2 separate regions of the Hordeum vulgare genome follow, and region 2 is linked to region 1. A link is a contact called in public Hi-C data. All regions are on one chromosome and are shown on one strand. The core of a region is the stretch at or near the end of the contact, and the rest is flanking DNA. Distances in the headings are between cores, read along the strand shown.

The links. A called contact is a pair of places that touch in the nucleus more often than the background predicts.
Region 2: a contact with region 1 is called in a Hi-C map of leaf, with 2.6 times the contacts expected there. The contact joins the promoter of LOC123412796 here to the promoter of LOC123412127 in region 1. A contact is called at or near these places in 2 of 6 Hi-C or Micro-C datasets (leaf and seedling) and 1 of 1 datasets of contacts at active chromatin or transcription factors (embryo).

What each region holds. Positions count from the first base shown.
Region 1 is chr7H:41,832,851-41,838,071 of MorexV3_pseudomolecules_assembly, forward strand. It overlaps LOC123412127 (non-specific lipid-transfer protein 1-like), which reads right to left and starts at 1,757. Exons shown (of 2, transcript XM_045105074.1): 1 at 1,359-1,757; 2 at 919-1,241. The coding sequence starts at 1,726. The coding sequence ends at 1,223.
Region 2 is chr7H:42,094,578-42,100,250 of MorexV3_pseudomolecules_assembly, forward strand. It overlaps LOC123412796, which reads right to left and starts at 2,529. Exons shown (of 1, transcript XM_045105739.1): 1 at 1,954-2,529. The coding sequence starts at 2,445. The coding sequence ends at 2,098.

The DNA of each region.
Region 1 (5,221 bases), core at 507-3,006:
TCTGAATGTCAAAAGTGTTCATATTTTCCATTTCTTAAAACTTAAGTATGTTCGTGATCTCAGAAAAAATTCTGAAACTTCTGAAAAAGGTTCACGATTTTCATAATTTGTTTGTTTTTTCAGAAATGTTAAATTTGTAAGAAATTGTGCGTGCTTTAAAAAATTGTTTGAGATTTGCAATGTTGTTCGTTTTTAATTAAGGTAGGATATTTCAAAATAAGTTTATTATTTCTGGAAATTTCAAAAATATCGTGATTTATTCATGGATATTTAGTTCTGATACTTCTACAATTCCTTTAGTTTGGTGATGCATATCTGCCACAATTGCACTTTGGTCGTGATGGCTTTCCTCGTGCGCAAATCAGTGCGCCTTGGCAGGTTCGTATCCCTGGTATCGCCAACTTTGTTTGCCGTTTTTAACCCTCGCTCCTGTGCGCACTGTAATGGCCCGGCCCAAGTAGACTGTACATAGCCTAAATAGGAGGAGTCATAGGCTCCAGGCCCAGCTCCTGACTCTCAAGCAAAAAAACCTAGGCATGATGTGGGCTGCACATAGCATAAATATTTCGAGGCTCATATCGGGATGTGAACCAACTGTTCGCTGCTTCCGACATCGACATGCATGCAACAGTGAAACATTGACAGTTTCTCCGGACATGATTAGCGAAGGACAAAGCTGCAAATAACGCCACATTTTCTGTTCATAGAATAAGAATTAGCACGAGCGCTTATTTAATGGCAATCAGTATGTAGCGTTTTGGACTTCCGGAGCTGTACCTGGCGATTGCATTAACGTTGAAGTCATATTCAACGAAAGCAAATCTGCCAAGTTAAGTTGCCGTCAATCACGAGTCAAGTAGGGAAAGAGACTTCTTAACAGTATCCTCGAATGTGTATGACAGGGCGCAAATGATTTGCTTCCGAAAATTGCTCGAGTGGGAGCTAATACCGATTTTCTAGAATTTTACGATGGATGTTATATAACATATTAATATGGACAAGATACCGGTTACACCCGGACTAAGTTTGTAAACATTGTTTTCCAGAGTAAAAGGTCCTACTTGCGATGATCTTTATTACAAACATCGTTGCAAGCTGGATAGATTATTCAACTGCTTACTCTTTGTGGAAAAAAAAAAGGAAACATAAATCGGTCCACCACAAGTCTTGCAAGTCATCTTATTCGATGCTCTTTGTTAGGCGCCATGATTAAGCCGATACGTCAATCGGCTCGCGGAATCCTGCAAAGGCGCCAAGCATTTTTTTTTTAATCTGTTCCATTCACTTTTCGGAAAACGAAACATGAACAGGATTACTGAAGCATCACGCATGAACAAAGTTTGGAGCTCTGTACGTACCGGGAGCAGTCGAAGTTGTGGGTGGTCGGGAGGAAGGAGATACGGACGCCGCACCTGCCGGGGAGCGCGGCGGCGCGGCGGGTGACCACCTTGCCGGCGGCGACCATCTCCTTGTGGATGCACGCGCAGAGGGCGCGCTGCCGGACGAAGGTCGGCGCCATGTCCCTGATGTCGGCGAGCGCCCTGCAGCAGCGCGGCGAGAGCTTGTTCTCCACGCCGGCGACGTACCCGGCGCAGTCGCCGAAGGCCGTCTGTGCGACGGCGCAGTCGTTGTCCGCCGCCCCCGCCTCGGCGACCAGCAGGCCGCCGAGCATGAAGAGTAGCGCGGCGGCGGCGGCCAGCGCTGCGAGGTGGCGGGTAGGCGTCATGGTGGTTGCGCTGCACTTGTAGGATACGACTACGACTACGAGACGACGGGCGCTGCGTGTCGACGTGCGCAGGGTATTTATAGGGAATGTGATCGGGCGGAGATGGGAACGTTTCTCTCTTGTGCTGGATCGGCGCAACGAGCGGCGCTGGATATTATGGAATTGCAGTAGTTTTTAGGCTGTGATTTTCTTCTTCGTTTGGAACGCAAAGATTTGATCGTACGTTTTTCCTCTCTGAATATAAACTCAAATTTTCTAACCAAACTGAGAGGACAAACGCCTCATGAAAATAAAAAAAAAATACCTCAAAATACTAGGGATCGATCGTCTACATTCTTCCCAAGGATGGCATGTTCCTCCCGCCAAAAGTATGTGGATGGGATACGGATTGTGAGCACTAAAAATATCCTCAAAAATTGGGAGGAAAGGGTGGCCCCAATAACTTTATGAGCGTTGTAGCACTTTCCTTTAGGAATGCAGAGTTTCTGCTCCAGAGTTCATTTGAGCTTGATGAACAGTAAAATTCAAAAAAAAAAACTGATTTTTTTAAAAACAACATTGACAAAATTTTGAAGTACATGCAAATATTTGGCATTTTCAGAGTATCATTTTTTTTATCACGCCTTATAGAAATGTTATTTCAACCCTACTTTTTTCACTCACTTAGAACATTTGTCAATGTTGTTCACAAAATAAAATCAATTTTTTTAAAATTATTTTTGATATTCTGGATTTTACTGTTCACCGAGCTCATTTGAGCTCGGGAGCAGAAGGACACTTTCCTTTACGGGATGTGTTATTAGTATAACTCCCAATTTAGTTTTTGAGAAGTCCACTTATAATGGCAGGGCTACTATATTATTATTTTTGAGTAAGACGAGATATGCTATTACTTTGTTTCCTTTTCCGCCCTTTCCCGTGTTGGCTAGGACAAACTCATCCCCTGTAGGCTCCACTAGTGAATGCATTTGCCTTCCCTCTGCGTGCCGCTCCGTCGACCCTGGAGGAGAATCCTCGTGCCTCAACTACAACAAACAGTTGAGGTTAGTTGTATTTTGATCCTCAAATGTGTTGCTCTTGACCGGATGGGAGTGCTTCTTCTTCGAGTTGGTATTTTGAGATCGAATCCTCCTTCAGCATGTCCGCCTGGTCGGAGTCAACAAAACTCCAACGTTCCTACAGTCTCCTTGAGGCAGCAAGGTTAGGTTTCTCCTTGTGCGTGCTCGATTGTGAGATTTCGTGTCAGGTACTTTGGATTGATTCAATGGTTCAATGATGATGACTATGACTCTAAGATGCTTGTCCTTCGAGGCACGTGCGCAAAGACTTATCAACTATCATTGATAAGGTTAGACCGGCACCGGTAGAGGAATGACGACATCGACGCGTCGGTGCGCTCATTCTGACGACGATAGTAATTGTTCGGTGGCTACTGGTTAGGGACCTTGATATAATTTTTATTATATTAGGGACGCTTTGTATCTCTACTGAACATTTTTTTAATAGATGCGTCCCCTTTTACAAAGAAAAAGGGTAGTATTACTCCAACTTTCTTTAGGATAGCTCCAACTGGGCAAATACTTAGCATGGAGTTACATAAAACAGAGTCCCACCCAGGTAGGCCAGCCAATTGCTTCATTTTTGCCACCAACAAGTTGTTGTCCTGGATTTGATCTTGAGGGGTGCGCATATGCCTCGCTTACTGCAAGGTGAAAGGCAGCATCATGTGTATGTCATATATTAATCATGTATAAAAACTGTTCATGTCCTATACAAAATAGAAAGAAAAACCCGATGAATACCTTAAAAATAAAAAACAAAGAAAATCAATGAATTACAAGAAAGAAAGAAAACCAAATCAAAAAGAATGAAAATGTTGAAAACCAGAGAAACACACAAAAAACAAAGAAAACCGAGAAAAAACGAAGTAACTCAAAGAAAAGCAAAGAAGAAAAACAAGTGAAAACCAATAAATAACAACAAAAATTAAAGAAAAATAAAAAAAAATAATAGACAAAACTAATGAAAAACAATAAAAACAGAAATAAAAAAATTCAAATAAACCTTGGAAAAGAGGAAACCGGAAGAATGAAAAAAAAAACCGCAGCTGCCAACTCACCAGGGAGCGAGCAAGCGTGAACCCACGCTATAAAATGGACTGGTCCGGTATGCCACCCGAAGTTTATGGCGAGATGGGAGTTACTCTCAGCCTAGTAAAAAAAAGGAACATTAGTCCGGTTCATAAAGGTCTTTAGTCCTGTTTGGGCAACTGGAAGTGGAGAATTTGGACTAAAGGTCTATTTCTTTTTAGTCCCGCCTGTGTTATGAATCAGGCATTGCTAAGCGTTGGGGTTTAGATTTTTTTTTTATAGGAGGGGTTTAGGACGGGTCATATTTCGTTTTGTGTTTTTCTTTTCTTTTTGTGTTTACTATTGAATTCCTTTTCATTTAGGGTTTTATTTTTATTCTATGTTTTTCATTCAACTCAACGCTACGGCATATAATAATGAATGAACCATTGCACAACATCGTCATGAATATAAAGAAGTGACATCTTTCTCCGTGTTTGATCGAACAACAAGTTTTCGTATATATATTTAATGCTACTACATATATTACACGTTCATGCATATATACAATATAATATCTCTTACGATCCCTAATATCTAATTACCAAAATTCCCTACAAATTCCTGATGGCATTCTTCGGTTTTAGATATGACCTCTTCAAATAAGAATCTCGTCAATTTCTTTTGAATTGCTCGTACGCAATCTTTTGATAGGAGATCTTCCCGCATCCATTCGATCGAATTTAAAGAAGGATGTCAATATATATGAATGAAACTCACACAATTGATGATAATAAAATAAAATTGTGAATATTGTTTACGTACTCTAAGTTTTTCTAAAATCCTGCCCTTCTCACAGTCTGTGTGGCGAATGAACTCGCAAACATAGTATTCACATAAATTATTCCTGTCTCCCTACCTCAAGCACTTCATGAGAATAGAGTTCAATCAAAATAATAATCAAGCATGCTAATATTATAGACACTTGAATCAAAGAGATGCACGGACCTAGCTAGTACGTACTACTTACATTGAGTTGTCGAAATTGCAGTTCCTCTTCCCATTCACCCCTAGCCTTCTTCATGAACTTTTTCCAAACCCTGCCCTGTAAAGAAAATGAATAAGTGAGTTATTAATTACATGATATCATTAAAATTACCTCTGGAGCATTTCACTCAGGTCCCCCCACATATTATGGTCTTTATGTTTCGGGTCCATAACAAGTACTACTCCTTCGTCAACCTGAATGACTAGCAGAATAAAGTGGAACCTCTGCACGCATAACTTATCAATTACATTTAATATCGAGTAAGCCAAACAAGATGTGTACAAGATAGTAATTAACATTCACTTGAAATTGTAAGGAAATAGTATTTTCCTTCTTGTTTGTTGTCCCGGTTGGTGTCTAAAAACGGGACTGAAGATA
Region 2 (5,673 bases), core at 1,279-3,778, 260 kb after region 1:
TATCCTGGATAAATAAATACCGATGTTTAAAAAACCTGATTTATTTCTCTAAACATTTTCCCTAAGCATCTTGCATTGTACAAGGCCTTCCTGAATGATGCTTGATCCAACGGTTTATTCCAGACGAAATCTAGGAGAGCACAAACGTAGATTGCTGAGGTGCCTTGGTTTGTCTTGCCGTTGGTGCTAGTTCTATTTTAGTGTATGATTTTCCAGTTTTATCCCAGTGTTCTCTTGGTATTCTTTTCCAACAGTATGACGACAAAGCAACGGCTTGAGCAACCTTTGAGGTTTATTGTAGCTTATGCATGTTTAGTCTTTTGTATGCTTCTTTCTCCAGATATTTGGAGGGAAGTCGAGATGCAAATGATGGAGATGGAGACGACGACTTGGGAGGACTAAACTACAACTTCCATTTCATTTGGTTTAGGAAACATTAAAATAGACCGGTAGGGAAGGAAAAACTAGGGTGGAAACCAAGCTGAGATCAAATATTCTTCCCTGCAAAGATAGATGGCACATGCTAGGCCCAAATGAGCACTTCGCGTGGCGTGGCTCATGGCAGATGCTGGCCATTCGAGGGATGTCAGGTGTGTCCTGGGGCACCGGAAACTATTACGTACATCCGGACGGATTGTCCTTTTTCTGCCACCGTGTTGTATCATGTGAAATGTTGGACATGCAGAAGCACACTGAGGGCTTTTATTCATATTTTAATATTTCAAAAAATTCTGAAAAAAAATACATAGATGAAAGTATAATGCATAAGTGTTTAAATTTTTAGAAATAAATACTCCCTCCGTTCCTAAATATAAGTCTTTTAAGATATTTTACTAGTAGTCTACATACGGAGCAAAATGAGTGAATCTACATTCTAAAGTATGTCTATATACATCCGTATGTAGTCCAGTAATGAAACTTTTTTAAAGACTTATATTTAGGAACAGAGGGAGTACGTTCAAATGAGGGCTATGCAAAAAGACAAATCTAAGGCATTTTAACGCATGATAGTATTCATCCTTCCGGACCATGAATTTGTCTTTTTTGTACAGGTTGCGTTCCAAAGTATTTCGGCCTGAAATTTCACACACACACACGAATCACACCCTTGTTTAGTTGTACAGTTTTTTTTAGACTTTTAAAAACCAAAAATTTCGAATTTTGTATTTTTTTCAAAAATTCCAGCCTCCATGGAGGCCGGGTGCCAAAACGCCATTCTCATGAGCTACCCGCAATCTAGAATAAGTACAAAAATGAGCTAAACCAGACAAGCCAAACTATGGTGCAATCAAAAGTTATTAAGAATGAACTAACTCGATTAGCTAGTTTAATAGAAGAAGAAATTCTGAACAGAGGAGACCAAAATTGATATGGTCAAGCAGCACTCAGGGAAAACAGATAAGGGGAAACCAAAAATATGACCATGCCATTTCCCTTTTAGAAAACCTTGCAAGCATGGCAGAATCCTACATCCTTCGGCACATGCTACCCCTAGGTAGCTTCAATACAACTGTACTGGAAATGTTTTCTTTTAATAGGATGGCTCAATGTTGACCTGGGATAAAAGACGGCTCAAGGTTGTTCTGAAAAAAGTTGGCTTGGGGTTGTTCTTCAAAAAAAGATGGGTCAAGGTTGTTCTTCAAAAACAGAAGTTTCAGGCTACCGCCGTTTCATATTCAATTGTCCTATATAGAAAGGGTGGTTCATGCTAAACAAAATGCATTTCACTGCAACCCCAATCCTACGAGATGACTGCTCTCAATCTCTAACATCAACTCGCCATCATATAATGTTCCCTACTCAGAGTTCATCCTCGAGTCGCTACACTCTGACTGAAAGCATGCCTAATTCAAGATACAGCCAGCAGTCACTCCAATCCAAGTTCCCACTTCATCTCCTTCCAGATCAATTTCATGCAGAGAACCTTACAAGATTACATGCGAAGATGGTATAGTACTCTGAAACTTAAGAACCGTTGTTCAGTACAAGAGCCAGATGTCTGAACTTATTCCCCAAACAGAGTAACATGGACACACGACCACCGCCATGCCATCCTTACGAGTACAAAGTAGCAGGGATCCAGGAGAAAGCTTACCCTCAGAAATCGGAGCAGCGGCCGCCGCGCTCCCAGTCGCCGTAGCGGGTGGGCTCGGGCCCGCGCGGGCCGCCGATCTCGCCCGTGGCCTCGTTTATGTCCAGGCCGCCGTCATCCTCCTCCGCAGCCTTCGTGGCGCCGGAACCACCACCGCCCTGCGCCTCGTCTGCCTCCTTCACGGCGCTCTGGGCTTCGCCCTTCTGGGCCGCAGCGGCCGGCGGCTGATCCGCGGGGGAGGCGGAGCTGGAGAACGCGGAGCGGAGGAGCGGCGAGGGGGCCGGCTTGGAGAGGCGGGAGAGAGCGGGGGCGGACGCGGAGGCGAGCCGGCGGAGGTGGTGGTTGGCCGCCATGGTTTTGGTCTGGCCTGCGTTGCTTGAGTCGAGATCGCGGCGTGTGCTCGCCGGGTCAGAAGACGGCTCGTGCGCTCGGGGGCGGTGCGCCCGTGCGCGGTGCCCACGCTGGCCACGTCGCGTACGGGCTGGCCTCGTGCATACACCAGTTCGGCCCAGGTAGAGATTGTACTGGCTCAGGTATGCTCGAAATCACTAATGGTAGAGTTTTTTATTCAAAGGTCCCTCCCATATTTTCAGGTTGGCGTACTGCATCCGTGTTACTTATTATAACCTGCAAATTTTATTTATTTCATAGATTTATTACTTCTAAACATTTTATCTCATAGATTGTGCTTTCAAATCTTGAATCGTTTTCACCATTGAATTTCTGGCTTCGAGATATTGAAAAATAGATGTCATGTTGATAGGTTTTGACTAACTTTCTTTTTCAGAAAAAAAATCAAACGAAAAAATGTTCCTCTTGAGTTTTTTTCGTTTTCGAAAGAGACACGGCCATGCCTCTTGCAGAAGCAAATCCGCGTCTTCCGGAAAAAATGCATTTTTTTATTTTCGCGAGAGGCATGGAAGCAAAATTGTGCTTCTCGAGAAAGAAAACAAATGTGTTTATTCGTTTTCGTGAGGCACGTTCGTGCCTCTCACGGAAGCAAATCTGTGTCTCCTGCTAAAGCAAACTTATGCTTCTCGAGAAAGAAAAAAGAAAGAAAACTTTTTTTTTTGTTTCGAGAGGCATGCCCGTGCCTCCTACAGAACCAAAACCATGACTCTCGAGAACAAAAATGTATTTCTCACGCAATTTTTAATTTTTTGTTTGTACAAAAGCTAAGAAAGTCCTATGAAAAATCAAAACACCGACAAAATACAAAAAACCCATCTGAAAAGCCAAAAACAGGAGCAAAAATTAAAAAATATATAAATTTGAAGGAAGCTCCCATAAGGCGACACATGACGATGACTAAGAACGCACCATGACCCTTGGAAGGCCCTCGAAGGAGCGCTCCTTAGATGGTTGCTCCTAGGTATGTCTCGCTTGTCTTCAAAAAAGGTTGTGTCTCTCTTATTGATTCTGAGAGAGCGAGACATGGTTCCATTCGACTCCCTAAAAAACCTCCATTGGATTGGTAGAAAAGGGGCTCCATTGGACCCTTATAAAAAGGATCGTGCTAGGCGCCGGCCGACCGAGCGAAAAGCCCAGCTAGTCACGCGTAAGCCCTCTAATCTCGCTCCCCTAGCTTATGGATGCTTCCTTTCCCAATCACGATCTTCCCTCGTTTGGTCAACACACGAAAAAAATCCTCGAGTCTGTGGCCCCGAACGATGCAAGCGCCCATGCCCTCCGGCCATCACGTGTGCGTTTCCAGTGAGGGCAGCAGTCTCCTGCTTCCCTCATCTTCAACGCTGTTCATCACACCTCCTGCATCATAGCACCATATGCGACTTAAGGCCGCCGCTCGTTTGTCGCGACCCTCCCTATTGTAGCAAGTAGGAATGCCGCCCGCCTCATCTCCTCCTCCTCATGCTTCATTCGCGGCATCGGCCGATCGCAAGGTGCAATGTCCCCCAACGTCTATTTCAGCATGGTCACGGTTGTAGCTTCCGCGGTAACCGGCGTAACTTTTTCTGATTTTCCATGAATGGTGGCCACGAGTCATCGACCTGAATGGCTATAGCGATTTCCGTCGCCGATTGTATCACAATCCGACAATAGTTGAAACAATATTGTCACCGTTGCCATCGCGGGACGCATCGTCAAGGTGGATGGTTGTAACAATTCTCGTAACTGGTTGTAGCAAAAGCCAAAAAATATTATATCAAAATTTTAATAATACATTAATACATTTTTAACATTTCTGAAATATATATTTTAATCTCTAACTTTTTCGTATAAGGATTACATTCTTATATTCTTAAGGAACGTTTTCTTTACAGGTGTAACATTTTTCAATTACATGATTTTCCTTTTTGCAAATATAAGTTTTCTATATGTACTTTTTTATACACATTTGTCAATTCTTTTTATAAATGAAGAATATCATTTTCTACATGTTTAACATTTTCGAAATACATGATTAGCAAATTTTGTAACGTCACATACATTTTTACCGGAACCCGTGAACTTTTGTATATACATAACGTACATATTTTATATAAATAATGAAAAATATTATGCTGGTTTAGCTTTTTCTAAATACTCTGTAAAAATATGTGCTTTTTATTTCTGTTTTTTCATATAGTTTTCTACATTTTTTGTACATATTTAACATTTGCAATACCTGACTAACATTTTTTTATAATGTCACGCAGATTATATGAAATGCGTTAAAGTGTTTTAAATGTCGCAATTTTCTTGATACTATCAACATTTTTATGAATTAAGCTAGCTGTTTTTTTTACATTGTGTTAACATTTTAAATTTCAGAACTTTTCAAAATAGTTTAATCTTTTCAGATATATGTATCCACAATATTTCAGAAAACAAGAACAGAAAATAGAACAAGGAAAAAACAAGGGAAACGACGAACTAACCTGGAACCTAACAGGGCCGATCCATATATAGCGATGGTTTGACGCGAGCGCATGCTCCATCTCACGTAATCAATCCCCTCAGTAACGAATAGAGCTGGCCAACGCTCTTTGTGTCAAAGTGTCCAGCTTTCGCATAGGGCTGGCCAACGAGAGCTGATGATAGGCTGGTCCGTGAATGTGTAGGAACGCTCCTGGTTTTAGAAACCTTCCAAACATTTTTCAGCCGGTTTTTCTAGGTTTTTGGAACCTTCAAGATGATTCCTGAACCAGGTTTGTACTCTTTTTTTTTCCTGTTTACTTTTTTTATTTCATTTTTCCTTTTTATGTTTTTCCTATTTTTTCTGTTCGAAAATTTCTAATATTTTTTCAAAGTTTAAATATATATTTATCATCATAAATTTTTATTCACAATTTTAAAAAATATTCTTGCTTGAAAAAATCTTTTGGAATTTCGAAAACAATTATTACTTTCAATTTTTTTCAACATTTCATAGAATGTTCTCATTTTTTAATTTTGTACATAATTCTGAAAATTGTCTGTGTTTTGGAAAAGTTCTGGAATTGTAGAAACAGTTGGTGTTTTCAAATGTTTTCACAATTTCAGAAAACTGTCCGTGTTTGAAAAAACATGTCCGAAAAATGTGTGGGAACTTTCAAAAACATAAAATCTGTTTGTGAACTTATTTTCTTTTCGAAATTTCA